Regions from separate parts of the Rattus norvegicus genome. Here region 1 is linked to region 2. Evidence: chromatin contacts called from public Hi-C data. All regions are on one chromosome and are shown on one strand. The core of a region is the stretch at or near the end of the contact, and the rest is flanking DNA. Distances in the headings are between cores, read along the strand shown.

Evidence for each region. A called contact is a pair of places that touch in the nucleus more often than the background predicts.
Region 1: a contact with region 2 is called in a Hi-C map of liver, with 2.8 times the contacts expected there. The contact joins the promoter of Lcor here to the promoter of Tm9sf3 in region 2. A contact is called at or near these places in 2 of 12 Hi-C or Micro-C datasets (frontal cortex and liver) and 1 of 1 datasets of contacts at active chromatin or transcription factors (oligodendrocytes).

What each region holds. Positions count from the first base shown.
Region 1 is chr1:250,246,562-250,249,261 of GRCr8, forward strand. Lcor (ligand dependent nuclear receptor corepressor) reads left to right here and starts at 1,404. Exons shown (of 8, transcript NM_001401972.1): 1 at 1,404-1,505; 2 at 2,260-2,333.
Region 2 is chr1:250,032,962-250,035,661 of GRCr8, forward strand. It overlaps Tm9sf3 (transmembrane 9 superfamily member 3), which reads right to left and starts at 1,286. Exons shown (of 15, transcript NM_001427812.1): 1 at 1,059-1,286. The coding sequence starts at 1,154.

The DNA of each region.
Region 1 (2,700 bases), core at 154-2,653, 210 kb after region 2:
AATAACCACACAGAAACTCAATGAATTCTGACCTTTGTTTACTTGACAAGGGTCTTGTTTTGAGACACAGTCTCATTATGTCGCCCAGGCTGACCTGGAATTTGCAGTCCTGCCTCTCAGCCCTCCAAACTGTTACCATCATCAGGTGTGCACCATCATGCATGGCTGATAGTGTAATTTTAAAGCAACGAAACAGTGTGGGCTTCTGAGAATTGTGGAAATCTAATTGGCTACTCATAATTTTACTCCAATTTATTCAAGAGAGCCACCAAGTCATTCTTAATGGGCAGTTACACTAGTTCCCATGCCCCAGAGTGCCCTCCCTTCACACCCAGAACCTCCCATCTGTGGAAGGTCGTGATGATTTTGTTTTACCTAAAAAAATAGTTACTTGCATTTGAATATTTAGAAGGAATGCACTCTCCTTAAATTCTAAGGGCGGGAAAGAGGTCAAAGTCGTAGATGACTAGCTTGTATTGGTAAGTAGTCATTTCCGTTTTTTTATTTCCTATTTCCTCCTTGTTCTTTCCCCTTTCTCTTTCAATAAATCAAGTAATTAATAGTGTTATGTTTAAATAAAACATGGCTCCCAGTGCGAAGGTGGTTTAATTATCACAGAAGGCACCTGGAAATCCTTTCTCATCAAAATGTTTGAGTTCTTTCCTGAACTACGGATCTGGGGTATTTCCCAACATTTCTTTAAATAGTCCTTTGAAATTCATTTTCTATTAGCACATTTTTTTCCTCAACTCTCTTAAGACTTTCAACTATGATCAGTCTTGCTTGCAGAGACCCCCTAGGCTTTTTATTTGACTTAGAACCCATTTCTTTTTACTTTTTTTTTTTAAATTGAGGCTTATGAATACCGGAGAAGTATTCCGATAACTTAAAACCGAATTATCCACTTCACCTTTGAAAACCTCCGGGCTCAGTGCCTCCAAGGGCATCCGGGCATTCTGCTCCTCCAAGGCGCCCCCGGGAGGGGCAGTTTCGACCCAGAAGTTGCGAGAAGCAATGCTGCGGAACTTGCAACAGTTGGTGCTGGGCGATAGGCAGGTAGTAAGTGATAGATGGGACTAGTTTAAAACCCAAAAGCTCAGGGGAGGGCTGGGGCCGCCGGGGCCTCGCTGGAGAGCGAGGGCGGCACGGGGACCGGGCGCCGGCGTAGGAAGGCGCTGTCCCAGGGCTGCTGGAACGTGGGACGCTGAGCTAGTGCGCGGGGACGCCGGGCGGGCGGGAGGAGGAGCGGGCCGCCCCGGGGCCACGGGGAGGTGAGCGCAGCCTTGCCCCCGCGCCGCCCCCGGCGGGAGGCGCGACGCCTAGGCCACGGGTGCGTGCGCGGCCCCGGGCGACGCGGCTGGGCGTGCGCGGGGCCGCGGCGGAGGCAGGGCCGGGCGGGCGGCAGAAGATGGCGAGGGTGTGTAGGCGGCAGCAATGCTCCGTTGAGAGACGCGGCTTTCGGCAAGAACTGGACTCGTGGCGCCACAAGCTCATCCACTGTGTAGGTGAGGCTCTCCACCGGTGCCGGAGCCACCGCGCTGCGGGCCGCTCGTGCGTGGGAGGGAACAGGGCAGCGTCCGCCGCGCTCCGGCCCCGCGCGCCCTCCCGGGCTCGGCCCCCTCCCCCACCCCCCGGAGCGCGAGCGCGCTGCCGAGGCGCGGCGCCCCTCCCCTCGGCTTGCGGGGCGGGCTCGGACGCGCGGCCTCTGCTCAGCGGGCGCATTGTGGACGCCGGGCCCGCCGCCGTGGTCGCCGCCACCTCCGCCTGCGCGCCAGGACGCACGGGGTCGCCCCCACCTGCCCTCGTCCCGCGCCCCTCCCCCACGCCGGCGGCGCGCCCCCGTGCCCGCGGGCACGCGCGGCGGCGCTCGGGCGTGTGCGAGGCGTGAGGTGGAGATGGGGGCGGAGGGAGCCGGAGCTGTCACAGGCCCCGCGTCCGCCTGAGCGAGCCAAGTGGGGTGTCATGGCCGCGGGGGGCAGCGGCTGCACTTCCTCTGCTGGCAGCGGCGGCTGGGGAGTTAGTCCTCGACGCACGGGTCGGTGTGTGCGGATTTGTGTTTGGCGTGCGCGCGGCGGGGAGGCGGGGGTGGGAAGCGGGGCGGGGGTCACCCTCGTCCCCTCCGCTGAGTCCTGGCGGCCGGCGACCGGCGACCGGCGCGCTTCCCCGGGCGGCGGGAGCGTGGACGGGGGCGCCCGGGAGGGGCCGGGCTGCGAGCTGCACCTCTCACACTGTGTGTTTTGTCTGTTTTTCTCTCCCAAGGTCCCGTTTCCCTCTGTGCAGCGGCCGGCGGGACCATAAGGGCTTAACTCACATATTTAACCCCCCTCCAAAAAGTAAGTGGCCCGTGTGGTGTCTGCTCCACCCGCCGCCCCCTAGCTTCTGTCCATCCTTGTGTCTGACTCTGATGTCCCCAGCATTGTTATTTCCCCGTCTTTGCTTCGGTGCGGCTGATGTGTGGGGAAATGCCCTCTCGTCGTCCTCTGTCCCCCACGCCCAGTCCTCGGGGAGGCCCGGAATTCCAGCCCCCCATGTTGATGGGGCGCGTTCTAGGGAATCAGGTCTTCCTCAGACGGACCTGGGAGATTCTGACCGTCCGCTTGGGCCCCGGGTCCCCCTCTTTCCCGACCGGGTTTCGTTGGAAGGAATTATGCAAATCCTGCTTTCTGGTGTCCATTCAGCGGCAATTTCATGCGGTGAGAA
Region 2 (2,700 bases), core at 36-2,535:
AGTGACTGAAGGTACAACAGCCAAGCTTAGAGTTTTTTATTAGCTAATCCAGGCCATAGAACAAAGTTTTGTTCACTACAAACAAAATCTAAAGTCTGCCCCTTAAAGCAGAGTGCTCTCGTTTTGTCACCGATCAGCTACAACCAAACGATCTCCACATATTTCAATTTTTAGTAAATACACGACTACTCGGGCAAAAACCATAATAATAAAAAAAAAATCGTTCCCCAAGCAATTTTCTAGGTTTACCTGACTTTCCACACTTCACTTCCCCGCCTCTACCATTCTGAATTTAAAAAGAAAAAAGAAAAATCCACAGCGTTACTGCTCTAGGTGAAAGTCACTCCAAGAAGTCGTTAATAGGCAAGCTTTGATGTGAAGATACAATTAAACAAACGGCCAATCAACTTCAGGCCAAAAGCAAAAGTGAGTGGGGGTGTGGCCTTAGGGCTGAGTGACTCAAGGTCCCCCTGGGGTCAGAGCTGCCCCAGTTAGGGGGCCGACCACCCGGACAGGGCGTCCTCCGGGGACTCGCGGAGCGCGGAGAAAGTTACAAGGGAGCTGGGGACCAAGTGCCTGAAGGGTGAGGACCTGTCCGCGTGTAAGCTGTTCACACCTCCGCTTCCCTAAAGCTGTCCCCACCCCACGGTTTAAATCCGGTTCGGGCGAGAGGGAGAAGGGTAGGGAGAAGTCGGAGCCCGCCGTGAAGTGATGGGTATTTCCTGGTTGGCAAGCGCCTGGATCACCACGCATCCATCTTCCGCCGTGTAGTGCCCCACAGCGTCCGGTTTCCCCGGTCCAGAGCCCGCTACGGGCCGACCCCAGGGCACCAGCCCCGAGAGGCGGAGCCGGGGAGCAAGGCCCAGGCAGCCCCGAGTGCTCGGAAATGCCTCCTCCCAGCTCCCGCGGATCCGGCCCCGCCATGCCCGACCGGAAGGAGCGCTCGGGCGGCCGCGGGGCTGCACCGGGCCCCCCGGGCCTTCAGACCATGCCGGGCCTGGCGGGGCGGCCGGCGGGAGAGCGGGGCGGGGGCGGCCGCGCGGCTCGCTTCGCCTCACCGTGTGTTCGTGCTCGTCAGACCGAGCCCGGGGCAACAGCAGCAGCAACAACGCGGCGGCCGCCGCCACGCCAGGAGCGCCCGGCAGCGGCCTCATTCTCCGCGCTCCCACAGGCTGGGCGCCGGCCCACCGACTCCTCCGCCGCCGCCGCCGATTCACATCCACCGGGCGCGGACAGACGCACGGGGCCCGGGCCCAGCCGCTGCCTCCGCCGCCGTCACCGCCCGCTCCGCGCCGCCCCCGCCCCCCGGCCTCCGAGCCTCTTCCTCTGACTCAGCCACGTCATCCGGCCACCCCGGCACACGCCGGAAGTCCTCCCAACGCGGGGCCGCAACCGTCGCCCGCCGTGGGGCGCCGGCGCGCGCAGTCCGCGGTGTTGAAGGGTTCCGCACCCGCTGCCGGGCTACTCGCTCAGCCTCGGCTTAGGCCCTCGCGCGTGCGAGCTGAAGCAGCCCGCTGCCGGCAGGCTAGCGAGACGTCAGCTCAGACGCCTAGCTCGCCGTGGCTGCGGGGCGGGGCGGGTCGTCATACTGGGGGCCTGGGTCTCAGCGCGAACATCCCTTTAACCCATCTAACCCAGGGAATGAGCCACGGGCTCCCCAAGTTTCTTTATGGACGATGATTATTAAACTTAGACGGGGTGGGTTGTGTGTTAAACATTAGCGAGTACTGATTAGACTAATGTACAATCAAGAGATTTGGGCTAAGTTAACATTCTTGTTCATTGTTTTTCTCATCCTCAGTCATAAATGTGCCCTGGAATGGAAGCTCCTCAGAGCTCCCGTCACTTGATCTTATATTCTGTACTTAAGCCTGTACTTAAGCCGTAGTAGTAAGGAGCTTAGTTTGGTATCTTACTCTTAGAACCTCCAGCACTCGGAAAGCTGGACTGATTGTTGAATATCGCATACTTGCGCGGGTTACAATGTGAGACAAAACAGGAAGAAAACGACAAAACGAAATAAATCGGGTCATAGTAGTGCAGGCATGTAATCCAGCGCCTGGAGGGCAGAGGCAGAATTGCAGAAAGATTGGAGCTAACCTTATCCATAGGCCCAGTATCAGGCCAACCAGGCTAAATAGCAAGGCCCATCTCAAACCAAAACGTAGTATGGACTCAGAAGTGATCAGAAGAACAGTCCTCTCTAAATGTGGGACTTAGAGGAAGATTGTCTCCTTCATCAGTATCAGGCAGATTTTGGGATTTAGTCATGTAATACTTCACAGCCAATATTTTGTACCACCACAGTGTGCAGAAGTCTGAAGAAGATCCCACTACCAATTTTCCTTCCCTGTTCATTCCCAAGGAGTGCCAGCAAGATTTCCTACAAAGAAATCAAATTATATCGTTTTGTCCAAAACACACCTTGAATAGTTAGAACTCGTCTAGTGGAATCATCAATAATGATTTCATCTTCCAGGCACTCGGATACTCACACAGACCCCTATGGACAGGTACATATAGTGTGTTCACATTACAGAAAAGTCACAGAAGCACAGGTTGTGTGACAGACTGAAAGACTAGGCCCGATTTGCTTCTTTAGTTTTTTAACTGCTAATGTATTACCAACCATACAGCTCTTTAAAGGGTGGATCAGATGTGCTCGCACTGGCATGAAATGATATCCAAGAGGTACTTACA